Regions from separate parts of the Zea mays genome. Here all the other regions are linked to region 2. Evidence: chromatin contacts called from public Hi-C data. All regions are on one chromosome and are shown on one strand. Each heading gives the region's core, a stretch centred on a gene start, on an enhancer-like site or on the middle of the called end of the contact. The rest is flanking DNA. Distances are from core to core; before and after follow the strand shown. Region 1 holds the start of LOC100383316 (argonaute104). Region 2 holds the start of LOC100276315. Region 3 holds the start of LOC100502535 (secreted protein RBT4).

What was found. Hi-C and Micro-C count contacts between places; a contact is called where the count stands out from the background.
Region 1: a Hi-C map of leaf shows a contact between it and region 2, with 8 times the contacts expected there. The contact joins the promoter of LOC100383316 here to the promoter of LOC100276315 in region 2. A contact is called at or near these places in 7 of 25 Hi-C or Micro-C datasets (bundle sheath, ear, endosperm and 3 more) and 1 of 3 datasets of contacts at active chromatin or transcription factors (leaf).
Region 3: a Hi-C map of tassel shows a contact between it and region 2, with 1.9 times the contacts expected there. The contact joins the promoter of LOC100502535 here to the promoter of LOC100276315 in region 2. A contact is called at or near these places in 3 of 25 Hi-C or Micro-C datasets (ear, leaf and tassel).

Annotation. Positions count from the first base shown.
Region 1 is chr6:179,996,007-179,999,064 of Zm-B73-REFERENCE-NAM-5.0, reverse strand. It overlaps LOC100383316 (argonaute104), which reads left to right and starts at 1,651. Exons shown (of 23, transcript NM_001361992.1): 1 at 1,651-1,714.
Region 2 is chr6:180,385,888-180,388,977 of Zm-B73-REFERENCE-NAM-5.0, reverse strand. It overlaps LOC100276315, which reads right to left and starts at 1,535. Exons shown (of 8, transcript NM_001308071.1): 1 at 1,360-1,535; 2 at 437-585; 3 at 235-346; 4 at 18-100. The coding sequence starts at 555. It also overlaps a transcript of LOC100272700 not described here.
Region 3 is chr6:179,924,266-179,927,534 of Zm-B73-REFERENCE-NAM-5.0, reverse strand. LOC100502535 (secreted protein RBT4) reads left to right here and starts at 1,610. Exons shown (of 1, transcript XM_008651878.4): 1 at 1,610-2,786. The coding sequence starts at 1,866. The coding sequence ends at 2,636. LOC100282591 reads right to left here. Exons shown (of 14, transcript NM_001291802.1): 12 at 3,167-3,269; 13 at 3,040-3,094; 14 at 2,623-2,913. The coding sequence ends at 2,773.

The sequences.
Region 1 (3,058 bases), core at 402-2,901, 390 kb after region 2:
CGACTAGCATCTTATGCAAGGTAAAGTGAAGCCCAGCCTTCATAAAACTTTTGAATATTATCACTTAATCTGTCTCAAGAAGAGGAACAATGTTCTCTTCTCCAGCCCTCACAATAGATATATCATAAAAATATTTACCCTTTATTGCTTCAATTTGCCCTTTCTTAATAGTGGATTTTCCAAAAACAATATGACTCGGCCTTCATGGCTGATCTTCAGCGTTATCGTTGTCACTTTCAACATCAAAACTTTTGCTCTCACTTGAGTCTCCAAACAACACAACTAGCATCTCATTAGTAATATTCTCAACATTGGTCCTTTCCATGGCTTCGTAGAAACCAGCATGTGTGGGGTCCACGCTCTTCTTCTTTTCGACCATTTCAGCGTTGATTACAGCAAGAATCCAAAGCTCAAAAACAATCGCGGTTGCAGAGTTAGAAAGCTAAAACAATAACTCAGCACAAAGCTTGATAGCGCGAAAAATATCTTTCAACCCGAAGCCTCATATATATATATATATATATAATATACACACACACACGCAAAACACCACTGAGCGGTGGGGCCCACAGTGCAGAATGTTTCGCTATTCTAGCGAAAGGAAGGTGTTTTTTTGGACCTTCGGCTAAAGGCCTTCGTTTATTTCAAGTTTGGATTTGTTACAAAGAAACAAACTAATACGACAGGGGCTACTGTTGGGGGTCTTCTTCTCCCGAAGGTCCTAAAAAATAAGACTAACCATTTGCTTTCAGCATACTATTGAATATTACAGGAGTTTCGTCGCCAGAGCTTCGACATAACACAAGAGGAGCGAAGCAAGCTTCATCCAACAGGCTTCATCACGGTGAAACGGGTATACAACGTGGCTTCGGTATAACTCAAAGGAAGTATAACGAAGCACACTTCATCAAGCAGGCTTCGTCATAACGAAACAATGAGATGCAAGGAGAAGGTGTTACTCAAGTTATTAAATACAACTGACGACATTGCCCTTATGACATATTGTAAACTCTGTATGTAATTATTGAGGGTATAAATGTAATAGCGTACGAACCCTTGCGATTGTCTATAAATAGATGAACATTACCCCGTACTATTCACGTTGGATTGTAATCGCTCTCGCGTCAACACCTTCAAACAAGCCGAAGATATCACTGCAATATAAATTTTGATAATGTTTATATATTTATCATGGAATAAATATATGACTGGATATCACACTCATGTATTTAAATCCTTATTGATATAAATGATGAGGATGTGTTATTCACGACCTTTGTCTGAAGATTATTATATCCGAAAGGAGATATTTTTTCGAAGGACGAATGTTCTTAACATTTAATAACTGTGTTACCTTGTTCTTGAACATGTGACAAACATTAGGTTTTGAGTATTTCAATTAATAGTGAAATTAAATTAAATTTTAGTTGTCCAAAATGACAGACTTCGATATTTGTTATAATTGTTGAGTTAAATTTTAACAGCATCCATAAACAAGTAAACAACGACTATGTGTGCACCAGTGTCTCCTGTATCAACGGGGTGGTCCGTCTGGAGGAGGTACCGAGGTCCCGCCGTTCGAGAGACGAGCTACGCATTTAAGCCGGGGAGGTCGGAGCAGTGAGTGGGAGTAGTTCAGGGACTGGGAGAGGAGAGGAAGCAGGACCTGGGAGACCTCGCCTCGTCCGTCCTCCTGCCTACTTCCTTGCTTTTGGTAAGTGAAAGTGATTGAAGTGGAGATGCCTCCAATCTGCAGTGCTGTTTCACGCGTAAACCCTGGCCCCCTCGCCGCTGGAAGCCCCCATTGTTCCTCTTTCATTTCTTACCGCTGATGCAGCTTATGGTTTCCTAGGGTTTTCGAGATATTTGGTTTCTTGCATCCAGAGGACGAAGAGCTTTCATAGGGTTTTCGAGACATTGTCCTCACAATCGCATCCATTTTGCAGTGCTGTTTCACGCGTAAACCCTAGCCCCTCGCCGCTGGAAGCCTCCATTGTTCCTCTTTCATTTCTTACCGCTGATGCAGCTTATGGTTTCTTAGGGTTTTCGAGACATTTGGCTTCTTGCATCCAGAGGACGAAGAGCTTTCCTAGGGTTTTCGAGACATTGTCCTCACATTCGCAGATTTGGTTCGAGACATTTGTTTTTTAGGGGTTCACATGTTTCTGGGTGCTTTTGCAGCGATGCGATTCATCTCACAGGGGATGGGGATTCCTACATTACCGTGCCTTTTTTTGGGGAAAAATGCCCACTTTTTGTGTAACAAAAACATAAAAACGAGCCTTGCAGCTGCGATGTCTGCTGCTCAGGTGGTTTCTCAAGAACAAATTTTTTTAACAAAAAAAGCCTTTCTTTTTTCTTACTCTCTTGGAAAGAAGGTACATGGAGCCAATCCGTTAGGTCGCTAACTTCACCAAAGGATTTCATTTTCCGTACCTAAACCTTGTTTCAACAAAATGCTGCCTTTGGCCGGGGGCATCTGATTGTCATTTTAGTCTGTTGATTCTTCAAGTCAATATTACGCTCATTTTATTCAATGTTTCCCGACAGCCAACTACACTTGTATTTCTTTGTTAGTAACGTCCCGCGCTTGAGTCCTTGTGATCTGCACAGTATGATGCTGCCACCAAATGCATGCAGTTAGACAAGCTTAATGTTGCATCTGATAAGACTGTACAACAGATTCGTGTGCCAAATGTGTCCTTGCTACTCAAGGAGGTCATATGGAACAAGTAAAACGAAATTTCTGCATCAGCAATCAGGCACAAGACTGAATGACGTGGTTAGTGCCAATGAGGTGGGGACTTGGGAATGGAATTAGAGTTATAGCTATTCCTATAATTCATCTCACTACAGAGGCTCTCCATCCTACTAGGACTGTACAACAGATTCGTGTGCCAAATGTGTCCTTGCTACTCAAGGAGGTCATATGGAACAAGTAAAACAAAATTTCTGCATCAGCAATCAGGCACAAGACTGAATGACGTGGTTAGTGCCAATGAGGTGGGAACTTGGGAATGGAATTAGAGTTATAGCTATTCTATAGCTATTCCTATAA
Region 2 (3,090 bases), core at 286-2,785:
AAGTGTGCATATCATACCGAGCTTTTAAGTGAGATTCCCTTTCCTCGGCACCCGCTATTTCGGTTCGTAAAGTTTCTACTTCGGCTCTAGATAATTCAATCTGCTACCAAATTTTTTTTTGTTAGTGCTTATTTGTGCTACTGCCCCTACCACAGTGAAAAGGCAGAGCACCTGCCACACTTTCTCCCCCCACCCCCCAAAAAAAATCACGATTGCGATATGGAAGTGGGTAACCTTGTCATCATCCTCATTGCTTGTAGACCATCTTATGCGGGGAATGGACAATAAATGCAAAATGGATGCAGCTCCCTTAACTCGTCTTGGAGTCCAGGAACGCTTACATGAACTGTTTACATGAGAAGAAGAACGTGTTATTGTACCCAGAAAAGGCAGAGGATGAGTTGAGCTACAGAATTCCTTTCGCCACAAGTATCACCTTGGTGGACTATCCAGGCTATTCTTACTTGTTGATAGACCGTCAGGTGTCTCCATAGCTTCTTTTGATGGTACAAAGTGTTGGGGGAAGACCTCTATCCGTCCATATACATCATCCATCCAAATATGCAAGTGTTAGAAGCGCATACTCTGTTTACGACAAGGTAAACAATGTTACTGATCTATCACATGGGCTGATGATGAAGTACTCCATTAGGTGATCTATTTATCAAGAGTGCATCAAATAAATTATCTGTGACTCCAAATCTCAACTTGCTAGCCAAAGGATAGCTAATTCATTTCAAGAACCTTTTTTCCCGAATTAAACAAGCACAAGTGTGCTAAGTAATTAGGACAAACTGAACTACACTTGCTACAAGAAATAATTGACAGCAAAATTTCTGTCCTTTTTACTTGTTGAGAAAACTAGGATCCTTCCTGCAATGCGTGCTCATGCCTGAACCCTAAGGAGGTGTTGATGGTACTAGTAATAAGGCTAAGGAGGGACGCATTATAAATTCTTTCTTTTATATAAATTCTAGCAGGAAGGAAATACATGTTCATGTGTGGAGAAGTATCATCATACGGACGCTTGGTCCGGTTCAAATTTAAGAAGCACGCATGGGTCAGTGAATTAGGAGAAGCTGACATAAATGGCAATTGGCAATTGAACTGAAGTTAACTCAACAATTGATGGGAACTACTGATCCGCAAGAAAGTCAAAATTGGAGCTTGCCAGTTGCTAGTGCTAACAGGCTTATCCGGTCCGTCATGACAGCATGGAAAGCATATCAGGGGGGGGGGGGCGCCGACCGAGATCCCAGCCAAACGGACAGGAGAGATCGGCGAGGGCTGAGGTTATGGATCGAGATTCGAGACAGAGCAAGAACAACAGGGAGAAACCGAGGAAGTATGGGATCAAACCTGGGGCGCAGGGCAGCGCAGGCCTCTTTTACTCTCTTCCTTCTGTTTTCCTTTTTTTCTTCAAAACAGATGAAGCAGGTGAGCGGAAGGGAGCAGGCGGACGGCGGTTGGGACGGGAAGGGAAAGGTTGGTGAGATGAAGAAGAAGAAGAAGAAGACAAGGGCGATGACCGTTTTGACCCTCTTGCTGCGCTGCTACTTGCTATGGTAGTGCCTAGTGCCAATGGCCCAATGCATTGCCATACCAAGTTGGGCTGGGCCTCGGAATTGCCAATTTATTTAAGATTCAGTTCATTGTTTGTGCAACGGCCCAAACAATATTTCAGGCTAAGCAGAGTCCGCAGCGGGCCTCGCGTCACATACATGACTAAGCATAGCATGGACGAGGACACGAAAGAAAAACTCTCAGGCTTCCCATACCCTAAATTCACGATTTCTCTTTCCTCCATGGATCTAGGGCCTGTTTGTTTCGGCTTCTGGAGCTTCTGGCCTGCGGACTGCCAAACGCTCAGCTTTTCAGCCAGCTTTTATAAAATTCGTTGGGGCAAAAACCATCCAAAATCACATAAACACATAATCGGTTGAGTCGTTGTAATAATAGGAATTCGTCAATTTCTAGATCCTGAGCCCTATGAACAACTTTATCTTTCTCCACACATAATCGTAATGATACTCAGATTCTTCCTACAGCCAGATTCTCTCCATAGCTAGATTTTCAGAAAAGCTGGTCAGAAAAAAGTTAAACCAAACAGGCCCCTAGTATATGCACATTCGCACGTGCGCTATACTGGAAACGCTCTCGCTCACATTCATCTCAGCCAAGTATTTAAAATATATAGTCTTTTTTTACGAAGGGGCGAAGCCCCCTATTTCATTAGGAAATAGGAAAGAGTTCATTACATCGACAATCATCGCGACCCTACGGTCCGACAGAACCACTACTAGGCCTGACCTCTATTCAGACACCTTACAATATCACTCTAGATAAGTAAAGGGCCTAAAATAGAAGACATAGTTCGACCTGCTACCAGGAACATAAGTATTTCTTATTACAACCACTTCACGACAGACAGACGCAACTAAAGAAACTAGCGCAACCCAACACCAAAAGTACAGGCGATCACATACGCCAGGAACCACAACCTTGATCACCCAGAAATTCGTTTGTCCCTCGGACACCACCCAAACGCTCGGCCAAACGCTTCACTTGATATCTTTCTGATTAGCTTGCTTCCTTGGATCACCATTTTTCGTTCCCTCTTTCTCTGTCGAATAGCCCAGGAATCCAGCAGAAGCAACAAAGAAAAATGACGTTAGAAAGATCAAGCATAATTTTATCACCAAAGCACCAATCATTTCTTATGCGCCAAATTGCCTGAACACCGCACCACAACCAAACAGAAGCAGATTGGCAATCTTATCTTTTGGTTTACTTAACCACTTATCACAAAGGTTGCTGATACTTCTTGGAATTTCCACCAAGTTTAAAGCCACTTGGATCACTCTCCACACGTATCTCGTGATGGGATAGTGAAAGAATAAATGATTAATGGACTCATCACCACCACAGAAACAACACTCTTGAGAACCTTTCCGGTTCCTTTTCTTCAAATTATCTTTAGTAAGAATTTTATTTCTCACCACCAACCAGATAAAAATCTTGATTTTCTGTGGCAACTTGGATTTCCACAAGAACTTGTAAGGAACAGAAACTTGATCCATCACTTTCTTT
Region 3 (3,269 bases), core at 361-2,860, 460 kb after region 2:
TACGATCCTATTTTTATGGCAGATCCAAAAAACATGGAAGCCACATGCATGCGGTTATACAGATCCAAAAATTATGGCAAAATGCATGCATGAGTCAAACACGTTCCCTTGTATGCACGTAAATTTAGGAAAGATATGTGTGACGGTTTCTATTTTAAATGCTTTATTTCCTCCATAAATTTAGGATCGCTGCAACAGCAATGCAGCTAGACTCGTAATTATTATTTTATGACATATAGTGATACTAAATATGCTACACTGTGTAGATAATTATGCAATTGGGTATACTGCGTAAAAATCTGTTACCAGCTGCATGCACATGAATTTATGATGGAAAGAATATGCAATAAAAGGAAATGAATTGCATGCATAAAAACAAAAAATCGCATTTAATGTTTTATTTCCTTCATAAATATATGATCCCTCCAACAGTCATGCAGCTAAACGCATTAGAACTAGTTTATAATGTATACGACACGGTGTAGGTATTTATGCAATTCCTTACACTGCGTAAAAAAACGGGCATGTTGTTTACTGGTGGACGCATATCCGGGTGAAGCGTAAAAACCTTAAGTTTTGAGCATAAAATCCCTTAATTATAAGCGTAAATACCGAGTCAATGAGAGGTTGATAGCTCTAATAGGTTGTTATTACGATCCTATTTTTATGACAGATCCTAAAAACATGGCAGCCGCATGCATTCAGTTTCTATTTTTATACATATCCAAAAATTATGGCAAAATCGTGGGAGTTTCCATTGCATGCGCGCAAATTACGAACAACATAAATTAAGGAATTGTCTTTCCAATGTGCATACAGTAAACTGATATACGAACTCCGTGTTCAAGCATAAAATCATACAGTTTTTAGCGTAAATAGTACATGTGGTAGGCATAAAACGCAATAATCGAAAAGAAAACTGTGCCGGATCGGAGGATGTCATGCGTGATCATCGCTGCGCGCATCTCGCGCCTTCCGTGACGTCGCTCGCTCGAACATCGCGCCTCATGCGTCGCCGTCGCTACTCGCACGTCGACGGGCGTCACTTGCTCGCCGGCCTTGGAAGTGCCGCCTCCTCGGAGCTTCGGGGATGCCGCCGCTTGCCCGCACAAGGGCCCCGCTGCGGATCGAGGAACCTCCGCCGCCGCGCGTCGAGGTAATGGAGTTGCGGCCACCGGCCTGGGAACCGCCGCCACCGTCGCTCGCCCTCTGGATCGAGGACCGCCGGCCTGGGAACCGCCGCCACCGCACAAGGGCGCTGCCGCCGCTCGCCCTCTGGATCGGGGGCCGCCACCGCCGGCCTGGGAACCGCCGCCACCGCATGTCGAGGTTGGGGAGCCGCAGCCACCGCCGCGCGCACTATCGGGCAACCGTCGTCGCTAATGAATCGAGATGGGGCGTGAAAAACTGATCCCTAGCACTATGGATTTTCTTTTATAGACGTCTGTACCTGATCCGGTTCGACCGGATTGCACTGTCTGGCCTGGGCTTCCTTTAGTTATTGGAAGCACAGGGCTCCTATATATATATATATATATATATATATATATATATATATATATATATAAAGCTAGAGAAGCAAGGTAGCAGCTATATATAGACACCTAGCTACGATGATTGAAGCAACAGGACAATCGATGAAGACGAACCGTCCAACGAACCAGCGAAACCGCGCGAAAAAAGGCCATGCATGCGTGCGTTGGAGCAGAGCCAAGAATGGAGGACCGCTAGCTAGCTGTTGGCATGCATGCATAAAAGGCCCCTGCCGGCAGCCCTTACCCTCCTTCCCAACACTGACGACGTTGGCAAGAGAGGAGGGCCGGCGTCGGCGTGCCTAGCTCGATCTTGAACCATAGCTAGCCAGCATGGCGCCCAGCAGCAGCATAGCAGTACTGCTGCTCCTCGTCGTCGCCGTCGTCCTCTCCAACGTCCCCTCCTCGGGCGCCCTGGCCTCCTCGTCGTCGTCTCTGCTGCACCAGTCGTCTCCGTCTGAGAGTGAGACTGAGACCGACAGTAGCAGCGGAGAATCTACTTCGTCGTCGTCGTCGGAAGAGGCCGGCGAGAAGGAGAAGGAGAAGGAGCAGGAGATGGAGAAGGCGGTCGCGGCGGAGAAGGCTGCCCAGCAGGAGCTGCTCAAGTACGCCAAGGAGAAGGGCATCGTGTCACCGACCAACGGCACGGGGTGGTACAAGGGCATCGCCCGGGAGTTCGTGGACGCCCACAACGAGCTCCGCGCGCGCTACGGCGTGCCGCCCATGAAGTGGGACAGGAAGCTGGCGCGGCAGGCGCGGCGCTGGTCCAACCGCATGCGCAAGGACTGCGAGCTCGTCCACAGCGGCCACAAGTACGGCGAGAGCCTGTTCAGGAGCCACGACGACTGGAACGCCACCGCCAAGGAGGCCGTCTTCTGGTGGGGCAAGGAGGAGTCCATCTACGACAGGGACACGGAGCAGTGCACAGGCGGCAGGGCGTACAAGGAGTGCGGCCACTTCGCGCTCATGGTCGGCAAGAGGAGCACCAAGGTGGGATGCGCACGAGCAGAGTGCTTCAAGGGAGGCGTCTTCATCACATGCAACTACTATGCCACGGACCTCAAGAAGAAGAACAAGAAGAAGAAGAAGAGCACCACCAACTGAACTCATGATTTCCAGCTAGCTTCTTCCAGTTTTGAGCCAAGCATGGATCTTGTACAATTAATTGATCTCAGTATACCTTCAAAATTATCATCACTACAATATATAATTCGCCCAAGCATAGATATATAATAATCAATCAGTTCATCCATAGCTTGAGGACCCGATCCTTGCCACCAGACGCCACCTTTTCACCGTCAGGGCTCCAATCCACGGTGTACACCTCATCCGCGTGGCCCGGCAAGTCCATTTTCAACTTGTGTGTTCGAATATCCCAGATCTGAAATGCATTCATTTGGTGAATCGGCAAAAGTACAAAGTTTTTCTTTTATATACATATATATATGACAGAGTAAGTGCTGTCCAATGAACAACACAACAGTACAGCTTAAGTCAAGTGGACAACCTTTAGAGTGGAATCCTTGCTTCCACTTAGTAGAAGCCTACTGTCGGCAGACCAGCTACAGAGAAATAATGTGCTGTCATCATCCTTTTCCTTCAACAACAACAACAACAACAACAACAAAACTCACCTGATCTGGTAGACATCTGCAACGTGCCCTCTGAATGCTGCAACAAATTTACCTGTGATACCATTCCACAACTTGACAGATTTATCAAAGGATGCACTTGCCA